Linked DNA regions of Danio rerio: region 2 is linked to region 1. Evidence: chromatin contacts called from public HiChIP or PLAC-seq data. All regions are on one chromosome and are shown on one strand. The core of a region is the stretch at or near the end of the contact, and the rest is flanking DNA. Distances in the headings are between cores, read along the strand shown. Region 1 holds the start of ctsla (cathepsin La). Region 2 holds the start of dmrt3a (doublesex and mab-3 related transcription factor 3a).

Evidence for each region. HiChIP or PLAC-seq counts read pairs in DNA pulled down with a chosen protein or histone mark.
Region 2: a contact with region 1 is called in an H3K4me3 HiChIP or PLAC-seq map of gastrula embryo, with 2.6 times the contacts expected there. The contact joins the promoter of dmrt3a here to the promoter of ctsla in region 1. A contact is called at or near these places in 2 of 4 datasets of contacts at active chromatin or transcription factors (embryo and gastrula embryo).

What each region holds. Positions count from the first base shown.
Region 1 is chr5:45,686,556-45,690,658 of GRCz12tu, reverse strand. It overlaps ctsla (cathepsin La), which reads right to left and starts at 2,270. Exons shown (of 7, transcript NM_212584.1): 1 at 2,136-2,270; 2 at 1,926-2,048; 3 at 1,681-1,833; 4 at 1-144. The coding sequence starts at 2,261.
Region 2 is chr5:45,882,765-45,886,867 of GRCz12tu, reverse strand. It overlaps dmrt3a (doublesex and mab-3 related transcription factor 3a), which reads right to left and starts at 2,148. Exons shown (of 2, transcript NM_001005779.2): 1 at 1,563-2,148; 2 at 1-201. The coding sequence starts at 1,944. The region is part of intron 2 of LOC141385595 (a long non-coding RNA gene); the gene reads left to right. It also overlaps a transcript of dmrt1 not described here.

The sequences.
Region 1 (4,103 bases), core at 1,021-3,520:
TCCGTTGCAGCCCTCATTGCCTTCAGGACGGGAGCAGTCCACCAGGTTCTGCTCGCTCAAAGACACCAATTTTCCAGTCTTCCTGAACATCTGACCCTCCAGGGCTCCAGTTGTGCTAAAAGCCCAGCAAGAACCACACTCCCCCTGAAAATACCACATTTGATCATGTTTAGAGCAATAGATTGGAGCCTTTAGAGGGAGTTTACCCAAAACTAAAACTTCCCTTCAAATGATTTGTAACGACTGTGATATTTTGAAGAGCATTGGAAAACTTTTGAATTTATTTATTTATTTATCATTTCATTGCCACATCAGCAACTTATGGCTATTTCTTTGCAAAATGGATATACATAATACATGAAAGCAAATTCGTGGGGAAAAAAAAAAAGTTACTGACAAATATATTAATTATAAATAGATAAAATTCAAAGATATTTTTAAAGTTAAATATGATTTTTCAAGTCTATTTTTGATAATTTAAATCTCTTCCTGGTGGTACCTTTCTAAAAATGTCCATCAAAGTACTCTCCTTATAAAAACTTTGTCTGATGGAATTTAAACTTCTACTTTCCAACAAAACGGGTTTTATGGTAAGAGCAGTCTGGCAGTAATTACATTTAGGTGATTCTTCATTATTAATTAAAAAAAAAAAAAAAAAAAAAAAAAAAAAAAAAAAAAAAAAAAAAAAAAAAGTCAACCTAGAAGGTCCAATTTGACATCTGGTATAGACCTTCTGATCATGCTTGGTCTCAAAATTATTAAATAGAATTTGCTAAATGTCTATTTATTTATTTTAAGGTTAATTTCACGCAATTTATTGTTGGTGCAGATGTCCCAATCCCTTTGCCATGTTTCGGTTTTGTACAAATTGATAGTGGGTTTCAAGTCCTCAGAAGGAATTAAACATTCGGTGACTTTCAAAGAGATGGCCTGTTTTGGGAAACCGTTTCAAGGCCATTTGGCTTTCATACATAGTAGCAAGATAAATACTATAAAGCGAATGGTTTCTAAAACTTTTCAAATATCTTTGCATTCAATAGAACAAAGAAATGCAAACAGGTTTGGAAAGTGTTGAGTAAATAATGGCAGCAAGTTTATTTCTAAATGAACTATAAATTCTCAAATGAGACAAAACAAAGGTTTAAATTAAGCTAAAGTAAACAAAGTATTTTTTATTAGCTGAAGAACCAGGGTTACATTTGGATATTTAATTTAGACTAATTTTAGAAATCTGATTTCTAAACATGGAAGCGTCATGTTATACACAGTTATACATAGCGTGACACATACTAGTCATCATAACATATTTTGCTTTACAGAAACTGAGGGTACCGATATTTCAATAACCCGTTTTAGTTTTCCTTCAACTTTTATTTCATTAAAGTATACTGAGAGGTAGCATTCATTATCTTGCCCCTAAGCCTTAAATTAAAAGAATAATTCCTCAACTAAAGGCTACAGAACATTGAATGTTGTTGTGCAAAATGGGGGCCATTGTATTTAAAATCAAAAGCATTTGTTTAAACAAACACTGAATCCCTAGCTCAAGCCTTGTCAGAGTATATGGTTTACATACATTACAAGCAGAATTTACATCAAACTTCCAAACTGGAACGACCAGTTTTTTTGTTTTCTAGAGTTATGGTTCATATTAAAAAAGGCACATCATTTTTGTCTCACCTGATCTTTCACAGGAGTCACATATCCCTTCTCTCTCCAGTCCAGCTTGTTTGGGACCTCAATGAAGTTGGGCTCCATGAACAGGGATCCTCTGAATCGTCTGTCTTTCTTGTGTTTGAAACCATTCATCACCTGTCTGAACTCCTCGTGAGTCTGCAGACACAGAAAAATTTAGCTAAAATTCTGAAGGAATTTCATAAAATCAATATGCAAACGCCTTATACAAACAACTTTTGCAATCATACCATGTCTCCAAAGTGGTTCATTCCGAGTCTGTAGGTGTGTATGCCCATGGAGTGCTCCAGATTGTGCATTTCAATCTTTTTCAAGTTTTTCTCCCAGATTATCCTTCTCCACCCTTCCTCTGTCTGTGTTAAGAGAAAGCAAAATGTTCAACACAGTTCTTCATTCAATGGATGTAAACTGGAAATAAACGATGAGCTTTAGACACTCACTGCATGGTATTTTTTACTGTGCCATTTCTTCCACTGATCCCAATGATCATTTAATTGCTGGTCTAAAGTAGGAGCAGCGAACACAGCGCTGAGGCACAAGGTAAAAGCAGCCAAGAACACCCTCATGATGAAAACACTGGGGGGAAAAACAACAACAGGTCAGACATGTTGCAACAAGTGACCATGAAATTTAAAAACAACAAAACACATGCAAAGAGATCATGTCAAACATCCGGTTTACTTTTTTGCTACCCTTATGGTTTTAAATCATCTTATTTTATCATTTATTCAATTTTTAAAAATGCTCAATTGTTGGTCTTCTGTGACAAATGAAGACACAATGGAAGTCATATTAATATGCTGATTTGCTCACTGGTGCTCGGCCATTATTTAATAATCGTTTTAACTAAATACTATAAATATAATAGTGTCAAGTTGTTGTTTTTTGTGCTTCAAATTTGAGGAAATTACAATAAAATGCTACTTTGCAGTGTTCAATTACATAAGTGTTTGAAACCTGTAGGTTTGTAACAAATGCATTTATGGTCACTTTAGATTAAAATAATGTGTGATTATTTTGCCAGTTTCCAATAAATAAAGCAGAAAAAACTAATTCAACCCTCATAGCAGTAAACAAACATATTCGACTATGTTGATCTACATGGTCATCAACATTTTAGACAATATGATTTAATCAAGCCTGTTTTGTCATGGGGACAGAAACAGGCAACACGTAAAATCTTAAATGTTGCGTGAACGTTTTTAAAAGGTTTAAGATAAAATTCCTCAAGCAGGTTGAATTTATTTAAAATTTTACGTCATTTTATAGACCAATTCCTCGGTCAGTCGATTTCCCAATGTATAATTAAAGGCATATGTATATTTAAAAGAACTGGTATACGTTTCTAACGTCGTGAGATCAGATTACAGCTTCGATATTTGTTTACACCGTGCAAAGAACCACAGCTAGACAGTGATAATTAACAATTATGGACAGCACTAAAAACAGCGATAACCTAAAAGGGAGAGGACGAATTAATCATTAATAATTTATTAAAAACGTACAACACCTAACAGAGATTAACAAATAACGTACATCTGTATATAACTTAGTCTAAAAATACGTTTGTTTACGCGGGCCTCAAGACAGAAACACTGGTCTGGGAACAGAAAAGAATACAATGTTCCTGGTGTGTCTGATCTGCTGCAGTCACGGGATCTGGCCGGTCGCAGCCCACAGCTTCCCAGGAAAAGAAAACAAAGACCGAAACCAGGCCACGGAAATCGAAAAAGAAACTATTGAAACGATTTCAAAATCCACTGTTATAGCAGAAAACGCTAAATCATTAGTAAAGAAGGTAACGTTAAAGCCGTGCGTCGACGGAAGAAATAACGTTGATCACGAAACATATTTTGCAAGAGCCTCAATAAGAGAAAGACCCAAACAAGCTCATGTTCTGTAAATAAAGCAAAATAAATCTTGACCCAAACAAAGATTCATTCAACAAAACCACATTAAAGGCTCGGTAAAGGCGTTTTTATATTCAAATGTTTAAACAGCAGAACAATGTTCCAGAAAGCTGTAAAAACTCCTGACTCACCGCGTTGTCCCGAATCCAGGAGAAAATATTGTGAGTCGCTGTGAGGGGCCACAAGTTTTATAGCGCATCTGAAGGCAAATTCCTGAATTTCTCATTGGTCGAGATTATTGCCTATAGATCTGTTGATCCCGCCCCGGTGAACACGTAAGAGCATGTGATCTATCAGCACGTGACGAGTTCCCGACAGACAGTTTACTCATGGAGAAAAACAATCTTACTATCTGAAGAAAAAACAGCTTAATCAAGAGAAATCTGCTGCCTTTGAGTTCAACAAATACACATTATCGGTTATTGTTAAAGTACACGCTGACAGTCGATACTGCATAAGCTAACATTACTGCTGTTTCATACTTGGAATGCACACATT
Region 2 (4,103 bases), core at 899-3,398, 200 kb before region 1:
TGTCAGATTTGGGTTCTGGGTCAGAGCAGGATTTTGACAGGCCAAAGCGGGACTCCTCAAGCTGGGGAGATGGGTCAGAGGTGTCAGGGGTGCAGCAGAGGTTGGGTTTGGACTCCTCTGGGGAGCTGACTGCTTCTGGTTCTCTGTCACTGCCACCGTTCTCTCCTCCAGACTGCTCACCGGACAGCTCATCACTTAGGTCTGGAAAACACACACCCACACAATGACTGTATGAACATACTAATATACAACAATAATACAATCTGATGGGGTTAAATATAAACTTATTTGACCTAATCCCGAACTGGCTGGGACAAGTTGGACTTGTGGAGGGATGATAAGAGACTGGCAGTGAATGAACGGGACAGAAGTATACTGTACATGGTTTCTGGTAGATTGTTTAGATAATCTGAACATGTTTCTCTGAAAATTAATGTCTTTAGATAGTAGGCCTCTAAAAATTATAAAACTGTCAGTTAACATTAGTTAAAATCTATTGAAGCCTGGTCATTTGCCGACAGTTCTTAGAAATGGCTAAAGTGATTGCCTTTAAGTCCAGCTAAAACTCTGACACTAGTAAAACTTTGTCTGCTTCTGCAGACTATAGTGCAACATTCAGGTTACTGACCTGTCAGCACTCCTGTGATTTATAATGGGCAACTTTATTAGCTGTTTGTATAAAAGCGCTGACGTCGTGGCAGTGAAAATATTTCGTCGATGCCACTTAATTACAGTTTTGCAGACTGATTACTTTAGAAACATTTTACATCAGCTTGGACTTCGCCTACTTTGCATTTGACTTGCCACGAAATGATTATCAGGGCCTTGCCTATTACCTCTAATATGTACTGTCGGTCGCAGAATAAAGTATTTAAAACGACCAGCATTCAGATCATCTCACCGAAATAAGCCGATACCAGTTTCTTAATGCAAAATGTCGGATTGTTGTATATATATATACATATACGGATTATATATATATAATTTAATGAAAAAATAATTTAGTTGGAATTTCAGAACTTTTCCTGTAAAATGCAGAATGTTTATTCTCAAGTATATTAAATATCGAAAAAAGTGTGGATCTAATAAAAGTGTTTTGCTGGAATTTCTATTCATTATCATAAATGATATAAAACATAATATTTTAATGTAAACAAAATAATATGTTTATTGTGATGAATTTATAGTTTCGTTATCAATAGCTTGTTCTAAAAAACAAACTGTCCGCATTGTCCATTATCATGTTTTTTCGGAACCAATGCATATTATTTTGTTTAATATTTGTGACAAGCCTAAATATAATTTTTATTATTTTATTCGTAATATATTAACATATTAATTTACTAATTAGGTTGTAAAAGTTGCCAGTGTCAATGTTTAAAAATCCAGCCAATGTTCTCGTTTATCCAATTATGTGTTAAATAAGATTTGTAAGTAAGTTATTAAATAAGTAAATAAGGACCAGTTACAATATTGATGTGTGCAAACAACGCATCGTCATCAGGGTTGCTAAAACTTAATTCCAATCAGTAAACTTTTTCAAATACTGAGAAAGCGGTTACCTTGCGGTGTTTTGGGGGTCCCGGTCTCTGTGCTCCAGCGCAGGTCTATGTCGCTGGCCCGCGGGTTCGCGCTCTGCTCTCCGCTGTTCACCGTGATGCCGGGCAGCGCTCTCAGAGACTCCGGGATCAAACTCTCCAAACTCTCGTTCGCCTGCTGCCTCCTCAGCGCCACCTGAGCTGCCATCACCCGCTGCCGCTCGATTATCAGAATACATTTCTCACAAGTGCAGTCCTTAAATCGGCAGTAGCGCTTGTGCCCTTTCAGCCAGGACAGCACCCCGTGGTTCCTGCAGCGCGCACACTTGGGGGTCCTCTGGAGGGGCGCTCTCGGCTGGGACACCGGGCCCCCCATGTAGAGGTAGGGCGATCCGTAGCCATTCATTTCTCAAGTGGTTTCCAAAGGTGCCAGAGGCGCAAGTGCATCAGATAAGGTGTAGAGAAAGAGTGCTGTCAAGATCAAGCCCCTCGGCTGCTCGATACACTCCTGATGAGAGGTGTTGACTCTTTAAGACGAGGATCCACCTTTCGCCCCGCAATAAAGAAGTGCATCGGGCGATCTGACACGCACTAACGAGTAACTTCTATTCCTCACATCACTGTCACGAGCCATTTACATCCCCCTGACACTGGATGGAGGGAGGAAGGCTCGTTTTTTTTCTTAAATATATTTAGGGATCTTGCCGATATGCAACCTTTTACAAAGCCTACAATTACTGATAGCTTGTTTGCAGTATGGAAATTACAAAATACAAATTCGGATTATTCCTGTCAATAATAATATATTATAATATAATATAATATAATATAATATAATATAATATATGAAACAGTATAAAAACAATTGGGTCTACAAGGTAGGCCTAGGTATCGTGTTTACATGTATCAGTAATGTTTAATTTGCGTTTTCAGTTAGTGTTTAACTACAGAAGTTCAAGTCAAATAGCACAAACTGATTAATTAGATAAAAGATTAAACAGACGCACGTCGATAGCAACTGTTGGCACTCAGTTGGCATCTGTATAGGATGGTAGGCTACATCAACAAATCGTTAGTGTAATTTAATATTTCGTTAAGATATCATAATTCAACTTCATACAGAATTTAGACCAGAAACTAAATAAAAAAATAGGCTAAAAAATCGCATTATTCATAACTCTAATTTAATTCACAAAATGTGTAGCCGTGTTTGTATTTAAACGCGTATTCGAAATAATTAACAATTATATAAAATAAACTTATTAATGAACATCAAGATGAAATAAACTTCATCATTTTGACCGGTTGTTTGAACCACATCACATCGATTTGCCAACATACGAAGCATGAGGTCCTTATGACTGGAGTAATTTGAAGAATTGACTGGGAATGTAGAAATGAGTTCCCATAACTGCTGTGCGCTTTTCACCAAAACCATGCGACCACTTAGGTATTTAGTTTAACCACACGCTGCGAATTCGAATTAAACACAGGCGACAATAATATGGTGGTTTGCATTTGAATGAACTCCACTTATTCCCATGAAAAAAAAAATGTTGAATGGTGCGACATGCAGCACGAGTTAATTGAGCAATATGATTTTGACTTTAAATTAGTTCTTGAAGGATCTCATAATAATAAATAATAATAAATATTGAATGAAGTGAACTGGGCAATGTCATCTACATTAAACAGGCCTATTTGCTGTTGTGCTCACAGTAAACATGCAAAGGCTTTAAATGCGGGGGTGTAGGGTGTAAATTGCAGCACACCTTTCTTAAAATGATGCCCATCGCTTTTAAAGTCCAGTGAAACTCAACACCGGGCACCCTCGAGTCCCGTTTCTGTTCCTAAATGGGTTTATTCAAGCACGTAATGGGATCCCGGCAGCACAACTTTGAGAACTGGGGGCCACGGTAAACTTCACCACATGAACTCCGTTTCCAGGGCTATTAAGCTTTTAATTGGAAAATAGCAGATGAAATTTCAAGGTGACGATAATGCAGCATGCAGTCTGTGTATGGTGAAGGGAATTCACACCATGGGGAGCTGGAAGAGGACAGAAATGCTAATAAAATTACGCTGCAGACGCAAAAGGAATAGAGGAGAAAACGCTCTTTAAAACAAAATAAACATATAAATAGATATATACCGACAAAGGGGAAACTTTGTGAAGACTGCGGAACAACGAATCAGACGTTCAATAGGCTATGTATTTAAAATATTGAAACATTTATTTGTATCTCATTTTTGCACTCAAATTGTTTTGTGTGAACAACAAAAGCAGTTTTTGCTATTCTGTTTTTGTGGTAGCTTCCTTGCATCAAATAGATTTAAAAAATAAAAAGAGAATAAGTTGAGCTTGCATTATATCATAAATATTATATAGTTCATCTTCATGTATCACCAATCCTCATGATCCTCCTCATCTGAAGGACCTCCATCATAATATTTAAAACACATTTAATAAGTTTATTGTATTTTACTGTCAAAAATATAAATCAAAACATTAATGTCATATTTTAATTTCTAATAAAGTACAGTATTTAATATCTTACCAAATTA